6 separate regions of the Mus musculus genome follow, and all the other regions are linked to region 1. A link is a contact called in public ChIA-PET, HiChIP or PLAC-seq and promoter capture Hi-C data. All regions are on one chromosome and are shown on one strand. Each heading gives the region's core, a stretch centred on a gene start, on an enhancer-like site or on the middle of the called end of the contact. The rest is flanking DNA. Distances are from core to core; before and after follow the strand shown.

Evidence for each region. Promoter capture Hi-C pulls out the DNA fragments that hold promoters and counts their contacts. ChIA-PET counts read pairs in DNA pulled down with a chosen protein or histone mark. HiChIP or PLAC-seq counts read pairs in DNA pulled down with a chosen protein or histone mark.
Region 2: a contact with region 1 is called in an H3K4me3 HiChIP or PLAC-seq map of bone marrow-derived macrophages, with 5 times the contacts expected there. The contact joins the promoter of Usp50 here to the promoter of Cops2 in region 1. A contact is called at or near these places in 8 of 39 promoter capture datasets (3T3-L1-derived adipocytes, the C10 cell line, the HPC-7 cell line and 4 more), 3 of 115 datasets of contacts at active chromatin or transcription factors (bone marrow-derived macrophages, large pre-B cells and stem cell-derived neural progenitor cells) and 1 of 9 other capture datasets (adipose tissue).
Region 3: an RNA polymerase II ChIA-PET map of memory CD8 T cells shows a contact between it and region 1, with 17 read pairs. The contact joins the enhancer-like site here to the promoter of Cops2 in region 1. A contact is called at or near these places in 7 of 39 promoter capture datasets (the 3T3-L1 cell line, the HPC-7 cell line, cancer-associated fibroblasts and 4 more) and 9 of 115 datasets of contacts at active chromatin or transcription factors (the SCID.adh cell line, bone marrow-derived macrophages, differentiating embryonic stem cells and 6 more).
Region 4: an H3K27ac HiChIP or PLAC-seq map of cardiomyocytes shows a contact between it and region 1, with 6 times the contacts expected there. The contact joins the enhancer-like site here to the promoter of Cops2 in region 1. A contact is called at or near these places in 11 of 39 promoter capture datasets (the 3T3-L1 cell line, 3T3-L1-derived adipocytes, cancer-associated fibroblasts and 7 more) and 12 of 115 datasets of contacts at active chromatin or transcription factors (the SCID.adh cell line, astrocytes, bone marrow-derived macrophages and 7 more).
Region 5: a contact with region 1 is called in a promoter capture Hi-C map of HPC-7-derived erythroid cells, with 7 times the contacts expected there. The contact joins the enhancer-like site here to the promoter of Cops2 in region 1. A contact is called at or near these places in 12 of 39 promoter capture datasets (the 3T3-L1 cell line, 3T3-L1-derived adipocytes, the HPC-7 cell line and 8 more), 1 of 484 Hi-C or Micro-C datasets (embryonic fibroblasts), 8 of 115 datasets of contacts at active chromatin or transcription factors (bone marrow-derived macrophages, differentiating embryonic stem cells, embryonic stem cells and 2 more) and 3 of 9 other capture datasets (adipose tissue, liver and macrophages).
Region 6: a promoter capture Hi-C map of the HPC-7 cell line shows a contact between it and region 1, with 5 times the contacts expected there. The contact joins the enhancer-like site here to the promoter of Cops2 in region 1. A contact is called at or near these places in 6 of 39 promoter capture datasets (the HPC-7 cell line, cranial neural crest, embryonic stem cells and 2 more), 7 of 115 datasets of contacts at active chromatin or transcription factors (cardiomyocytes, embryonic stem cells, fetal liver and 3 more) and 2 of 9 other capture datasets (embryonic stem cells and macrophages).

The regions. Positions count from the first base shown.
Region 1 is chr2:125,857,725-125,860,415 of GRCm38.p6, forward strand. It overlaps Cops2 (COP9 signalosome subunit 2), which reads right to left and starts at 1,358. Exons shown (of 13, transcript NM_009939.3): 1 at 1,212-1,358. The coding sequence starts at 1,265. It also overlaps a transcript of Galk2 not described here.
Region 2 is chr2:126,782,128-126,784,818 of GRCm38.p6, forward strand. Usp50 (ubiquitin specific peptidase 50) reads right to left here and starts at 1,333. Exons shown (of 7, transcript NM_029163.3): 1 at 1,093-1,333. The coding sequence starts at 1,160.
Region 3 is chr2:126,473,325-126,476,015 of GRCm38.p6, forward strand. The region is part of intron 3 of Atp8b4 (ATPase, class I, type 8B, member 4); the gene reads right to left. Among named protein-coding and RNA genes, the nearest start is that of Atp8b4, 17 kb to the right of the region's middle. Within about 2 kb of position 1,352, at least 92 of the 459 cell types and tissues checked have an H3K27ac peak or open chromatin away from gene starts, as enhancers often do. A contact at or near this core is called in the HPC-7 cell line, the SCID.adh cell line, bone marrow-derived macrophages and 2 more, where this site is marked.
Region 4 is chr2:126,449,516-126,452,206 of GRCm38.p6, forward strand. All of the region lies in intron 6 of Atp8b4 (ATPase, class I, type 8B, member 4), which reads right to left. Among named protein-coding and RNA genes, the nearest start is that of Atp8b4, 41 kb to the right of the region's middle. Within about 2 kb of position 1,341, at least 44 of the 459 cell types and tissues checked have an H3K27ac peak or open chromatin away from gene starts, as enhancers often do. A contact at or near this core is called in cardiomyocytes, heart atrium, neural stem cells and 1 more, where this site is marked.
Region 5 is chr2:126,428,092-126,430,782 of GRCm38.p6, forward strand. All of the region lies in intron 7 of Atp8b4 (ATPase, class I, type 8B, member 4), which reads right to left. Among named protein-coding and RNA genes, the nearest start is that of Atp8b4, 62 kb to the right of the region's middle. Within about 2 kb of position 1,375, at least 18 of the 459 cell types and tissues checked have an H3K27ac peak or open chromatin away from gene starts, as enhancers often do.
Region 6 is chr2:126,397,918-126,400,608 of GRCm38.p6, forward strand. The region is part of intron 12 of Atp8b4 (ATPase, class I, type 8B, member 4); the gene reads right to left. Among named protein-coding and RNA genes, the nearest start is that of Atp8b4, 92 kb to the right of the region's middle. Within about 2 kb of position 1,299, at least 7 of the 459 cell types and tissues checked have an H3K27ac peak or open chromatin away from gene starts, as enhancers often do. A contact at or near this core is called in the HPC-7 cell line, where this site is marked.

The DNA.
Region 1 (2,691 bases), core at 108-2,607:
CATCTATACAAAGATGTTACACCATTACCTCAAAATAAAAATATTAATGCTTTGAGAATGTGACACTTAAAAGAAAAGAGGGCCTGGAGAGATGGCTCAGAGGTTGAGAGCACTGACTGCTCTTCCAGAGGTCCTGAGTTCAATTCCCAGCAACCACATGTGGCTCACAATCATCTGTAATGGGATCTGGTGCCCTCTTCTGGTGTGCCTGAAGACAGTGTACTCATATACATAAAATAAATAAACCTCAAAATTAAAAAAAGAAAAGAAAAGAAAAGAAAAAAGACGACCCAGACTTCTCCAAGCATGTACACCACAGCTTGCACTATCATCGGATTTTTCTAAAAACCGAACAATTGCTTCCCAATTAAGAAACAAAACTGACACTAATTTTGGGATCAAGATAATTTTCTTAGTTCTTACACAGGCATGCGTTTTGGACTATCAACATAAATCATGGGGTACAGTTTAAAACCTGTAAATCCATTCACAATTAAACCTTAAATGGAAAAGAAATCACCAATCAAACTAGGCAAGTTTGTTTACTTTTATGCCATTGATGATTCAAACACGGATGCTGGGAAATTTCTTAAATCAAGGAAAAAGATCATTGGTTCCAATTCCCTTAACCCCTACCTTTCCCCAGTCCAACCAAACAAAAAGCAAATCTTTCTTCGGAGCTTGTCATGTTTTAGAGGACGGGACGAGTCGTTTAACTACTCCTCCTACTCTTGCTCTGAGCCTTAACCTGGGACCCAAACTGACCCTGGGCGAGACTCTTAGGCTGTTTTGGGGGAGACTCCCGAGTTTCGCAGTCAGGTCTGGGAGCAGGATGGACCACCCCCCTCTTCCAGTTTTCACTCTTCCAGCATCTGGCACCGGCTCAGGTCCAGAGTGGAGAAGAGATGGGCCCCCTAGGGCCCAGACCTAAGCGCCGGGCCGTGGAGGCTCGGTGGCGGGCAGAGAGGCGCCGAGAACCGGCCGCGGCCAGTCACCCGCGCTATCCCTGGGCCCAGCGTCCAGGGCGGCCCCGCCGCCTCTCTCCCTCTCTTCCCAGGCCCCACAGGCCCGCGACGCCAGGCGAGGAGGGAAACCTGTCCCTGGGCAGGGCGGAACCGGGCCGACGAGCCCCGGGAGGGAGCTGCAGCCTCTCGGCCTTGGCACCACCGCCACATCCCACTTCCAGCCCCCGCCCGCTCCCTGCGCCTCACCAGGTCGTAGTCCTCCTCATCATCGCACATGAAATCATCCTCCATGTCAGACATCTTGGCCGGAGGGGGGAGGGGGAGAGGAGAAATTAGAGACAGCCTCCTCCCACAGTGCTCCGCGGCCCAGAAGCGTCACTCCCGAGTCTCCTCGTCTTCCGGTCTCTCCAGGAGAAGATAAAGCTCATTCCGGAACTAAAGCGCTCGACCCTGAGATGATTTACTACGGCTCCCAAAGGGAGGGCACAGCCGGCTCTTCCTGAGCGACAGTTTGTGTCTTAGCAACTAAGCGTAGCAACTACGAAATCGGGCGTTGCGGGTCCTATCTGAGGGGCTTCGAAAACCTTCTAGCTGTATCCAGCGTCCTAGGTGAGGGAACTGTCTCCTTCCTTGCCTGGGACTCTGGAACCGTCTGTTTCTAATGAAACATGCCCGACCTATCTGAAAGGTAGCGTGCCTCTACCATTGTTATCTATGTGTTTTCTTTCAACACCCTGTAGTGGTGTTTTTACAGTGGTGTATTTACAGCAACACAATTGTCTAGTAAAGTTATGTTTGTAGTTAACAAAAACAGTTCTGTGGATATCCCGGTTTGGATATGCACTAATCAATTGTTCAATTATTTAATGAATCACAAACGTGCATTAACTGCTTTTAGGATGAAATGAAAGTAACAGTTGGTGACAGATTTTTTAAAAATGCATTGTCGCAGAAAACCATTAGAGTTCAGAGTGAAGAAAAATGTGGAAATAAGGCAATCCCCCTTTTTGGAGAAACCTTCCAAATTCTGTACACAAATGCTATAAAGTTATAAAGTAGATATAGGTTAGAATTTAGGCCCAATTGTTATCTATACAGATGAATTAAACATGCCCAAATTACCAAAGGTAAAAACAAAAAAACAAAACCAAATCAAACAAAATTACCTGATTTTATCTTCATCATGCACAGCTGATGTTGAGCACAGTTCAGCATTAACATTCACACCTTCGGGTTGAATCCTTACAGACCCCGCTTGGCTGTGCTCCAGTGACTTCTGAAGTTGTACCTGATGTCATTACCAGCTTTTCTCTGAATCCACTGGAGAACAGGATACTTTTGGTTTTGTTTCTAAGCCAGAAATTGCTTGGTTCTAAAAATCTTGTCAGAAGACGTTAAGGTCAACGATTGTATTATTTTTATATTGAAAACACTGTGAACACAATTTATAGCTGTACATTCAGAATGTTAAAAAATAAGTCTTCAAACGATTTTGCATTGTATATCATTAACATTGATTTTTTTTTCTTTTTTTATGTTTTGAGCTGGGGGAAGAACTTAGCCTTGTGTGTGTTAGGTAAATGTTCTATTGCTGGGCTATCCCTCTAGCCTAACACCTAATTGTTACTTAGGAAAATATTAGAAGAAGGAATTTCAGATGGCTTAAAGAAGTAACCATTCAAGGAAACATCATTTTGGTCACAGTTTTCTAGCAATAATATCACCT
Region 2 (2,691 bases), core at 83-2,582, 920 kb after region 1:
AATAAATGATATCTTTTAAAAGAATACAACATAGCCAGTTATTGGTGGTGCAAACCTTTGATCCTAGCGTTCAGGAGGCAGCAGCAGGGGGGATCTCTGAGTCTGAGGCTAACCTGGTGTACAGAGTGGGTTCTAGAACGAATAGCTAAGGCTACACAGAGAAACCCTGTGTCCAAAAAAAGACAAGTGTATATTTATACACACACACACATATGTATATATACTTATATACACATACACATGTGTGTATATATGTCTATGTGTGTATGTATATATGTATATATACATCTATGTACCTGTATAGTATGTATACACGTATATTTACATGTATACACACATATATACATATATATGTATACACACATATACAGATATACGTGCATACACACACACACACACACACACACACACACACAGCTTGGGTTCTGAAGAGATGGCTCAGCAGTTAAGAGCATTTCTGCTGTTCTTTCAGAAGATCCTGGCTCACTTCCCAGCAACCACATGGCAGCTCACAACCATTTGTGTCTCCAGTTCCAAGGGATCTAATGCCCTCTTCTGGCCTCCAAGAGCACTGCTTTGGTGTGCTTAAATTGTCAGCAAAGCATTCATATACATAAAATAAAATCTTTAAAAGAATAAATGACTTAATGTGGAGAGACGGGACTGGAGCATCTGCCCAGCATGCAGAGATGGGAAATACTGCAGGCTCCAGGAGGCCTCCTTGATCTGCACAGCTCCCTCTTATCTGACCGATTCAGTAGGGCCGCTCACCACCTTTGTCCTTTATTACCTTTCTTCCCACAGACTGAATCTGAAATCCAGGCCCCACCGCTCAGCGGCCTCACTCAGTGCCTCTGCTCAGTTTCACCCATCTGAAAAGTGTGCCATTCTCACTTTTACTCAGTGATGTCACGGAGGCCCTGAGCTGACTGATCAGGGAGTACATGTATGTTATCTCTTCTGGGTCCTTCATGGGTCAAATCTGGCAGAGCCCTCCCAAATGCAACAGGTGCCATGCCCCCTCTAGGTAAGCCCTCCCCCAGCCCCCCACTCCTGAGGTTATCTATAAAGGCACAGGACATAGAGGCTCACAGGTTGTAGTAGGCACCGAAGTCGTCTGCAGGGACCGGCCGATGAGACGCCATGTCAATGAAGCACATCAGGCTTTCACTTCTACTCACGAGCTACCTTTGATCCTTTTAACTTCATTTCTCCAGGACTGCTCCCTGGCTTGTTTTTGGTTTTGAACCGTTTGAATGCCCCCCTCCCCCCTTTGTGTTGTTGCTGTCTGATTTCACTTGACTCAGGCCCAGTTCTTCTTGGATCCTCCCCTGCATCACAATTGTCACCCTTCATACCAAGGTTCTAACGTGTTGTCAAGGGATACCATTATTTGTTTGTTTGAAATGCTTCTGAAAGATCAACTTTCTGAGAACGAATTGTCCACATCACAGCTCTCCCTCTATTTCTGGGTTTCTCACACACAAGCACACAGAGATGTTCACCCTCTGGATTTGGGGACAGTGTGTGGCAACACTGCTCCCATGAACCCTAGAGGGACATCTCTTCCCCTATGGAGGAGGTAGTGAGATTTTTCTCATCCCGATGCATACACAGTGAGGTCACCAGAATTGTTTATTCTTGGGATGGAGACACAGCTGGATATGGGCACATACCCATAGTACACAGGCTGTTAGGGTTTTACTGCTGTGGACAGACACCATGACCAAGGCAACTCTTCTAAGGACAACATTTAAATGGGGCTGGCTTACAGTTTTAGAGGTTCAGTCCATTATCATCAAGGTGGAGAACAAGGGCATGTCCTGGCAGACATGGTGCAGGAGGAGCTGAGAGTTCTATATCTTCATCTGAAGGACACTAGAAGACTGGCTCCCATGTAGTTAGGAGAAAAGAATCATTGCCCACCCCCACAATGACACATTTCCTCCAACAAGGCCACACCTCCTAATAGGCCAAGCATATTTAAACCACCACACAGGCTTATTATAGGATTTACAAGCTGTGGCCTCTGGGGCACACATGGTTTTCTGAACTCAGACTTTTCCACTGGAGGAAAAGGATGGCATCCTCAGTTCTAACTAAAAGCATGGGGCTGTGACCTGGGAAAGCACCCGTGCTGGGGCCTTGCCTCTGGAGTGCCTAGTTGCTGCTGGCCTGCTCTCTGAGCAGATCTACTGGGTCAGCCAAGCACCAGCAGAGAGCAGGCAGAGAGCCCTTAGGATCAGTTTATCCCAGGTAGGGTACTGAAGACAGGCTGAAGGAAAAATACTCTCAAAGTCCAACTTCATAGAGCAATGAGTTTCAGTGGGGTCAGTTAGGGCATATGGGTGGAGAGATCAGGAGCAAATAGGACTCAGCTGTGTCACCGAAGACCCCAGTATGAGTGACAGCTCATGAAAGCTGGGCTCCAGGAGCACACACAGCCTGCAGGCACTCAACAGATTGCAGTGTCCTTTCTAGGCCTTTTAGTCGTAAGCCACACACTGCAACACACACCACATGACATCGATCTCTCTCACACACTATGCCAAACCACCCGGCAACACACACAATGACTAAGAAATATACATTAGATCCATAATGATGCCCCTCTGTGTATGTGCATATATGTATTGAGAATCAGAATTCACACCAATAGTCACAACCTTTCTAGATTTATTTTCCCTTCCT
Region 3 (2,691 bases), core at 102-2,601, 620 kb after region 1:
GAGCCACTGGAGACACCTTTCCTGGGGTTAGCAGCTACAGATTTAAATTGCCAGTCTACACATTTGCTACACTGAGCTTGATTCCTCAAAGAACGTCCCACTCATCGAGCCAGAATGTTTTGGGGAGTGCTCCGCACTAACCCTTTCAACTACTATGTCATTAACAGTAATGTCACACAAAGACACATAAACACTCAATTAGTTCTGAACCAGCTCATCTGTGAAGTATTAAAACTGAACTTTAATTCCTAAATAGCTTATTTTGTCTATGAAAAAATGGATTATTCGGGGGGCGGGGAGGAGACTGACTCATAACTATATGCTCAGTACTAGAAAGCTAAGACAAGAGGATTGTTGTGAATTTCAGACCAACCTAGTCTCCATAGTGAGTTCCAGGCCAATCTGAGCTACACAGTAAGATCTTGTCTCAAAAAACAAAAATGACAACTTTTTAGAAGTATATTTTCAGCGGTTCTCTCCACAAACCAGTATGTATAATAAACAAGGTATATGTGAATGCACTTGGTTTAACCATTCCACTACTTAAACATATTTCAAAATATTTTATCATAAATATTTACAAAGAAGAAACATAGTCACATGAACAATACAACAAAATCTAAGCATTGGTTTCCTAATTAGTTACTGATTAGATACTGAATTAGATACCAGATTTTTGCATGAATATTTTGATTGATCTTCAACCTACAAAATATAAGATATGACAGTTACTGTGATTTTAGCAATCTGATCATAGAACCATATTGTTTGAGCTGATAAAACTGCAAAACATGATGAAAAACCACTTGGTGACGGTTGGAGAGAGTGGTTTTCCCGTTAGCTTCAAAATTGTTGCTAAGTTGCCCCACTTTTTTCACATGATGGTTTTGCCCTGTTTCATAAGGGCAGTGACTACAAAGAAAACTGAATTTGTGGTTCTCTTCACTGGGGCGGTTACCTTTCTTCCTCTTGCGTCTTTTCAGTTGTTAAGTCTTAACTGAAATCCATCCGGAAGCAGCCAACCTCTAACAGGACTCTGAAATCCTACCATCGGGGATCACCTATCCTAATTCTTCTAATTCCAACTGTATATTATCTCACAGAAAATATTTTAAGATTTCTAAAACTATGGCCCAAAAGAAAGCTTTCTTTTCTTAGGTTGTTTCTTTCGGGTATTTATTTATCCAGTCACAACAATGACAGGAACCCTTCTACATTGACACTTGGACGTATAAAGTGAAGTAACTTAAAGTCAAAAACATTACTTTACAAAAGGGGTGATTCATGGCTAACACAGCAGGATGTCTCCCAACCCACACAATATCATCCTGCTGCATTATCACAATTCAATACAGTCCCTGGGTACAACTTCCCAATGACTATCCGTGGGAGGAACCAGATATCTTCTTTATACGGGACACATTGCAGTGGCTGCTGAGGCAGTCTTGAGCAAGTAGAACCCAAATGTAGTTGCTAATCATAAGAGTAGCATTCCCTACAGGTGTGACTTAACTGCACTGGTCAAGTTCTGTCAGAGTCTTGGACCAGGTCACAAAGTTCAATTAGACTATGAACCTCTACATCAGTAGTTCTTGACCTGTAGGTAGAGACCCCTTTGGGAGGTCAAACAACCCTTTCACAGTGGTCACCTAAGACCATCTGAAAACACAGATATTTGCATTATGATTCGTAACAGTAGCAAAACTACAGTTATGAAGAGGCAACAAAAATAATTTTGCAGTTGGAGGTCACCATAATATGAGGAGTTGTATTAAAGGGTCACAGCATTAGGAGGGTTGAAGAATGATTTTTCTGTGTTATTATGTGTTCTTTGAGAGATGTGCTAGATAGTTGGAAGAATGTGACCGTTGCATGTTTGCCTTCAAGATCTTTACCAATGCAACCAAGTTTGTGTTTAGTACAGCAACTACACGCTAGGTGCATGATGTTGACCATCAGAACCTCTCCAATCTTATCATGCAGTGAATCGAGCCTGTGATACTTCCTGTGTATATAAGGTTTGTATGATTTTATATTCATTGCAATGTTGTTAACATTTGTTGGCATTTAACATGCCAAGTTTATAGTAATCTGTGCATCTAATCCTGTAAAGTTGCACCTCCATGTTTAAAGTCTGACCTCATACAAAGTTTCCTACATTCCTAAGATGTAGAGGACACTGCTAGACAATGACAGTCTATGGCTGGGTAATATAGAATATATCCTAAGGTCAGTGATGAGTTTGAAAGTAAGGCACCATAATTTGGAAATAATATTTTGCATGCCATGTATAGCCTGATGGATTGTCAAAGAGGAGGAAGATTAAAATCACTTTCTTAAGGTCTTCCAGCTGGTCGTGATCAACAGGGTTTCCCCGTAGCTCTCAGTCCCCTTGGAGCCCACCTTTAGAACCAATTAGCCACCCATTTCCTGAGCTGCTCCCTTCCCTAAACTTCCACCTTACTCTTCCCTGTTCTCCTCAGTCATTGCTCCCCTCCCCTCCGCAGGCTCCCTCCTTCCTTCTGTCTCATCAGCCCCAAGTGTCTGCCCCTCGCTGCACAGCCAGCCATCACCACAACTTCCCCTTTTCTTTCAATATCGCACATCTCCTCCTAAGTACAACAAAGTTCTAAATCTACAACTCTTGCCACACCAGGGTTCTGCTCAGCACTAAGCTGCAGTTTATTTAAT
Region 4 (2,691 bases), core at 91-2,590, 590 kb after region 1:
CTTAAAATATTTAATAAAATAAATAAAATTTTTAAATAAAATAAAATTTAATTAAAAATTAAAGTCAATTAAAGAAAAGGGGGCCATAACTTTGAGAGAGAATAGGTGGGTACCTGGGAGGGATTGGAGGGAGAAACAGGAAGGGGGAGATTGATGGAGTTATATTCTAATTTCTAGAAATAAAAAATTACAATAAATAAAGTTTAAAAGAAAAACAAAAACACTCAAATCTGCAGTTTTAAATAGCCACTGTTCTCAAATGTTCTCTGCCATGATTGTTGAATACTATTTTCCTTCATTGTCTCTCAACTCCAAAGTTCCCTGGTCTTCGTCCTTAAAAGGAGATGCAAGAAGAGACATGCTGCAGTCCGGAGAGAAAGGAAGAAGAAAGCGAAGATTGAAGAATCAGCAGCTAGTCTCCAAAACAGAAAGAGAGGCTGCCCCTGCCAGGCTGAGAGCAGAAAGAGGGCAGCCCCTCAGCCAAGGGAACTAACGCACAAGGAAAATAAAAGCCTTTTGGAATTTCCCTCTGTAATGAAGGGTTGGGTGTAAAAGCAAAATGACAACCAAGAAAATAGGACGCTCACTGAGCTGTCCCTGGGGCCAGAAGCAGCTTAGAACCTGTGTATCCTGGGGCACAGGAAAAAAGAGTGCACGTCCTGTTTTCTAGTTTTAATTTGTCTTTTTCTTATATCTTTACATATATATTGTATTATTTGTTTCATTAAACTTTCAGTGGGAAAAATTATATGGAAGAAAGCAAATTTCCTTCCAAAATCAGGCACGTAGCAGTTTAAGTGTGGGCTCTATGATCTCAGATCCTAGTTCTACTGTGCAAGTGTTTAAAGAGTTGACGCCCCTTGTCGGCTGATAGAGACAGTAAACAGACTGTGCGATCAGGGCCAGTAATTTCCAACAGACACTTAATAACTAAGTCAAGGAAGGGGGAGTGGGGAACAATTCTTTCCTTCTGGCAGAAGACTTAATATTTTTTATATTCTAAAACTATTTACAGTTCATATGGTTTCCAGACCCCCTCTCCCAAAGCAAGGGCCTCATCCCCCTGCCTAAGTGCCTCAGCATTCCACATGTGACTCCTCAGGCAGCCGGCCAGGAGAGCATTTGATTCTAAATGAAGCCTTAAATTTAGCAGTGTGAAGGGGAGGCCAATCTGAACACACATGCCTGGGAGGGACAAGGACACCAGATGGGGCCAGGGGCGAACACAAACTGTCAACCAGCCAATTCAAAACGCCTTGCTCGGAAGGCAAGGTCTGTGCAGGCCCCGCGGGCCATCTCTACCCTCCATGCCAGCGTCTAGAGCCAGGCAGACCTGGTAGTTTGCCCATCTGGCATGGAGCACAATTCTTCCTCCGTCCTTTGGAGTCCATTCCGTTCCCCCAGCAACATTCAGTTCCCGTCTCCTGGGATCTCCCCGCACTTCCTTATTTTAGTAACTGGTCAATTGCACCTGCGACTCATCTCAACAGCGAGGACATTTCCAAGCTTCTTTTGTCTTTAGGTCTAATTTAGAAGTCACTGGCCTGCTTTAAGTGTTCTCTGGACTGAGGGAACGAATCACTCCGAATACATGGCTTAAAGGAGTAGGATGGTCTGTTAGCAGGGTGTGCGCAAGAATGGAATCCCTCAGGAAAAGGGGGTAGGTCTGTCTGCTTTCCCTGCTAGCTTCCAGTAGCCCTTGAGTCCCTTCTTGTGGGGCTAGGTAGGTCGAATGCCTGCTACCTGCTCCCTCCTCCTCCTCCTCCTCCTCCTCCTCCTCCTCCTCCTCCTCCTCCTCCTCCTCCTCCTCCTCCCCTGTCCCTCTCCCTCCGCCCCCATATTGCCCTCTTTTCTCTATCTCAAGATATCTGTGGTTGAGTCTAGTATATACCCTGATCCAGGGTCATCTTACCTCAACATCTAAATTATACCTGCAAAAGTAAACAATTTTATTCTAAATAAGACCACACCCATAAGTTCTGTAGGTTGGAGGTTAGAAAGGCTGCCAGCATGGTAGAATATAGTAATACAATCACAATTGTATCTGAAAAGACCGTTGCACAGAGGAATAGAACAGAAAAGGCAAAGACAAGGGACACAAAACAACAGAATGTGTCAAATATAAATTAACTTGGATCTAGAAAGCAAGGTCAAAAGTAACTTCAGTGTTTCATTCATAAGCTTAACATTCCAACATTTCTATCCATAATAGACCATTCATCTGCTAATTTAAAATTCATGGAGAAAATTAACCCACTAAGCATATCTCAGGGACCTGAAGGCAGAACGATCCAATAGTAGAAACTTTTAGGAAGAAGCCTTGATGCAAGTGAGCAATCAACCAAATACTATCAAAAAACATCTTTTCAGTATAGACAATCTTTGAGCTTGGATTGAAACAAGACTACATTTCTAAAGTTAATAGTCTCACCACCCCCCAAGATCTCTGGAGTTTTGGCTTGGGTTTTCTGAACCCTCAATCTAATACTTTTTATAAAGGAGAGATACAATAGGGCCTGCTGCATGAGTAAGTCCCATTGTTGTCTATAATAAGAGAATCAGGTTACAACAGGAATGGGATCCAATTGGAGCCAAGAACAATTCGAGCCTTACTGAGGGGCAATGGGGAGACACACATGATGAGCCCCAGATGCTGAGGAAAGACAATGGGGCCAGACACACTGTGCACCA
Region 5 (2,691 bases), core at 125-2,624, 570 kb after region 1:
AGTGGATGGTGACATTGAAGCATAACTCTCCACAGCTGACGGCTGGCGTGAGTGCGGCCGGGAAGGGCTCAGTCCTATTTGAGAGGCAGGTGTCACAGTTTGACCATGCTCCAGTGAGTTCACAGATAACGCAAATTGGGCTTAAGGGGGTTCTATTCATTTTTATTTTTACTTTTTTTATTTTACCTCCCTGAAGGGAGATCATAAGGGTGGAAGGACTGAGAAATGAGTTTGATCAGTGTGCGTGATGTGAAATTTCCAGGGAATCAATAGAAATGTTATATTGGGAAAACAAAACAAAACAAAAAAAGAGCAGTGGTGACCAGTGCTATAAAACCAAGTTTTGAAGGTAATATGTCCCAGTTAGACTCCAAAAAATACTAAAATAAGATCCAAAATTCTGCTACATTTTACTGAATAAAACATCTAAAGATGTCAAAAGGGGGAGGAAGAAAATACATCACAGTTCACTTTTAGAATTCTGGCTGGTTTTGTTTTTTTCTCAAATTAAAATTCTTATTTAAAAATAAATGTAATTCTGGAGGATTCATCTAAAAAGAACTGACCTAAGTTTCAGCAACTTATGAAACTTTAGCCTAACAAACCTCTACGTGTATCTGAAAGGTTGACAGTCCAAGTCTCTAAAATCTTTTATTTAGAAAGACATTATAATGGCTTTATCTTCAAGTCTTAGATTTTAAGTTCAAAATCAACCCACTCAGTTAATTGTCTGGGTTGTTTAAATTATCAAAAACGGGGGGCGGGGGGGACAATGAGAGTTGTTTAAATGAAGGCTCCATGATAGCTCCCAGAGGAACAAACGCCCCTGCATCCTGGTGACTCTCTCAGCTCTGAAGGAATCACCACAGAAGCCAGTCAAGGCAGAAACTGCTTTGTGAGCCCCTCGGTGTGTTCCATGCAAACCCCCTCAGAGAATATGTCCATCTGGGGCCCACTCTTACACTAACGCTCACCTAATCCTGACCCAAAAAAAAAAAAAGAATCTGTGCTGGGGGGTAGATTCGCCTTGATCTCCGGTCATATGTTCCAGTTTCACCATGTCCTGGCAGACGGCATGCTAGCGGTAAAGGTGAATGCCCTTTGGAGCTACGGCTATCATCTTAAGGATAGAAAGATAACTTTAAACACAAGCTAAAATTCCTTATTGTAATAATGCATAATTAGAACTCTTTATGGTGCATGGATAAAGATGCCTGTTGGTATCTGGTGTAGCTTTTCCTCAGAGCTCTGTGTAGATGGTAATGCAATGTCACTGTTCAATATTGAATCTGGCTGTGTTTAATGCTTCCTCTGCAGTAAACCAGGGGCAGAGCCACCTCAACCTCAGACAAGCGACTAAGGTTCCACTGCCACCTAGTGGCTAAGGTCTCTTAACCAGCACTCACCCAACTTAGACTGGAACACGGGAGTACCTTAACCCTCCTGTCTAACTTTCCCTACTCTGTCTCCCTGGAAACCTACCCTCCTACCTCTTCCTAAACCCTCTCATGTCACCTTTGATATCGCTGACCATTCCTCTCCTCACTCACACCCTCTTCTCTTCCCTACTGCTAACATCTTCCTTGGAGGCTTTTTTTAGTTATCATTAAAGAGTGTGTGTGGGAGAACAAGATTGATGGTGTCCATCCAGCAGAGTAAGTTGTGAAAGGCATCTAGCACACAGTTAGAGTTAGACTTTCTAAGGCACTCTGCAATAATCCTGAAAGGGAACGGGCAAAGAATTATAGCAATAGCCTTGCTAGTCCTTGGTCAAGCTTTTGTCAGAGGTGGTGGGCTAGTAGTGTGAGCAAACTACCGAGAGGCCATAGCAGAGACATACAACAGGGAGAGAAAGTGTGATTGTCCAGATGCCTAGCTGGACCAGGCCAACGCCACCTTCCATTATCCCCTAGTCTTTTCTTTTATCAGTTATTGGTGGAAGGATTCAGCTATGACTCCACATAGGAAGCAGCATGCAGCATGCTCCAACACAAACACCTTTCCCCCAGCCTTCCTGGGCAAGAGAAAAACCCGAGCAGATACCCAGTGGAAGCTTAAAGGCAGTATTCCCATCCGAAGAAACTTGAGAATAATCTACTGGATATCTTTGAGGCCTCAGAGCCAAATACATTGTCTCCAGGGTTCATTGGGTGTAAATGTTCGTTAAGTTAAAGAAGAAAAGAAAACACTGAGGAATAGTATCAATCCACAGCCATGAAATTTCTTAAGAACTTATAAAAAACACTCTCATAACTTAATCAATTCATTGCCTATGCAAATCTGTGAGGGAAAAGGGAAAGGGACTCCCCTATATCCAGCAGAGGCCATCAGAGGTCATGGTGAGTGTCAACAACCCACTTGAAGAGCCTGAGACTAGAGTGTTGGCATCATCCTTGAAAATGCTCCAGGATTAAGTTGTGGGACTAGAAAAATGCCACCGCCCTGATCAAGACTAGTACTCTGCTGTGGTGGCCCCTGGGTTCTAGGATGACATCTGTGAGAAACAGAAATGTTTCTCAGACATGCTTTGCTCGGTATGTCTGTTTTGTCTGCTGCTGTTCAGAACATCCAGGTGTGTGAGTGCTGGGATACCAGAGCCATAACAGAGGGAAAGATGCATTTGTGGGGCGATTGTGAGCATCGCTTTGGGAGCTCCCAGGACTTTCTAGACTGCAGAGCTCTTCGTCTTGG
Region 6 (2,691 bases), core at 49-2,548, 540 kb after region 1:
TCCTTAGGTCCTAGCAATCTTCAGAAATGCCTCCACTGAAAATCTGCCCATAAACCTTGGTGCCCAAGGTATTTCCTTTCAGCATCATAAAGTGATATGGCTGGCTCATCAGAAAGCCTCAGGCAAGGGCCTGCGGTTCTCTCTATTAAAAAAGCCCAGTAGAGTGTTTTCTGTGGCACATTCACTTGAAACTCAATCTGCATCGCAGAGTAAATGGTTCCTTACTGAAGATATTTGGCATATATCTAGTTGGAAGATATTTGGCATATATCTAGTTGGAAGATATTTGGCATATATCTAGTTGGAAGATATTTGGCATATATCTAGTTGGAAGAAATGTGTCCTGAGACATTGATCTGGTTTTACTTTCAAAAGAAGTCAGCAATAAGTCTCCACTAAGCAGTAAACAAACCGTGATCAATCCTGGCTAAAAACAGTTTGTCACTGTCCGTCTACTAGGAAGAGTGCAGTCTTTGTGCAGTAATGGATTATACATTCAAACTCCAGAAAGGGGAAGTCTGTGGCCAAAGGACTAAGTCCAAATGTCTGTCATCTATGATGCCAAATGGGGTGCCCAAAAGATTATTGCAATGTGAGGTATCAGTTTTCATAGAAATTTATTAAGGGATTTTCTTAGGCTTCTATTGTATTAACTGCTTGGAAAAAAACTGTATTTCATAAAATTAAGGGCAGCCTCAATGATAAGAATATGGTTTTTTCCCAGAAATCCCATTTTAAAGGTATTATATTGTAACATATTCAGTTTTGCTTTATTTTTATATAGTTCCATACCACAGCAGGACAGATTTGTTCCTGGACATCATGTTTGTTATTGATAGGCTAGGTTTTTTAATTATTGCTGATCTAAAAAAAAAAAACTTTAAAGTCCTGTGTGTGTGTGTGTGTGTGTGTGTGTGTGTGTGTGTGTGTGTGTGTATGTGTGTGTGTGTGTCTCACATTATCAGATACTTAGCTGAATTCTATCAGGGGTGTATATCATTTTGGATGCCTAGGTTTATAATCACTTGTATGCATGATTTTTTTCTGAATTGGTTTGTTTTAGTTTAATTAGTCCTGTCTTTACTCATTGAACTTCAATTCATGTCTTTGTATATTAATAAGAGCATTTGAAAGAACATAAAATTGCACCAATAATAGCACCGACCTACAATTTATTTCTGATCTGAGTAGGATTTCTTATCTTTACAGGAAGAGGGCTAGATGGTGTGTGAGAATTCTGAATGCTGTGCATCTAGTTCTAAAGGCTGGGCACAATACTTCCCTCTCAGAGTAACATGAGACCAGGTCATCTCTGAGTTTCCCCTAAACTAAAACCACACAATGACTAACATAAAACCCTATGAGAGAAAGATGAACAGATCTTAATTCTGCATGTGTTTATATATTTTAATGTGTGTTTTACTTTTCTGCCCCTCTCCCTGCATCCCTAACTAGCCACTCTGGCTCGGGTTTTTGCAGAGTAGCTTACTGTTTCCTTATTCCTTTACATGGGGAGGTGTTAGGACTAATAACAGTTCAGACCCATCATCCAACCTGTCCTAAACAGGCAGACCGTGTCAAGTGAGTAGGTTCTAGCCCTCTAGTCTCTAACTTCACCAATTAGGAAATTATGGCTTGCAAGATTAAGTGACTAACCCAACTCACACACACACACACACACACACACACACACACACACACACACACACACAATAACCAGAATCCCAGCATCTGTTACAGGCAATGCAAACCTGGCCTTCACTATGGTATTACGCAATAATCTCCCCTTACTGAAGGTTCACTTCCTATAGTTTCAGTTACCCACAATTAACTGTATCCAAAACATATTTGATGGAAAATTCCAAAATTAAACAATTTTTGCTTTAAGTTGTGTAATGCTCCCAAAGGGTGAACTGTTACCCCATCCTATCCTGCTCTGCCTGGATCTACCACACCTGAGATGTGATAGACCCTTAGCTGATACATTCCTCAGCATACACTATCCACATAGCAGCCATCTTAGCTACCAGATCTATTAGTAGGGCACTGAAGTGTCTGTGTCCAGGTAATGTTATCACAATGCTTAAGTCATCAACCACACTTCATCCTATCCTTCTGACATTATATCATCATATATCAAAGCAGGGTATACTGGTTGGTTTTGTGTCAACTTGACACAAGCTGGAGTTATCACAGAGAAAGGAGCTTCAGTTGAGAAAATGCCTCCATGAGATACAGCTGTAAGGCACTTTCTCAATTAGTGATCAAGTGGGGAAGGCCCATTGTGGGTAGTGCCATCCATGAGCTGGTAGGTAGTCTTGGGTTCTATAAGAAAGCAAGCTGAGCAAGCCAGGGGAAGCAAGCCAGTAAATAACATCCCTCCATAGCCTCTGCATCAGCTCCTGCTTCCTGACCTGTTTGAGTTCCAGTCCTGACTTCCTTTGGTGATGAATAGCAGTATGGAAGTGTAAGCTAAATAAACCCTTTCCTCCCCAGCTTGCTTCTTGGTCATGATGTTTGTGCAGGAATAGAAACCCTGACTAAGACACAAGGGTACACACAGAACAATGTAATACCTTGAAACAAGAAAGCCATGTTATATAACTTTTACTGTACTATGCGATTATAATTTTTACATTTGTTCACTTTATTGTTAATCTATTACTGTGCCTGATTTGTAAGTTAAACTTC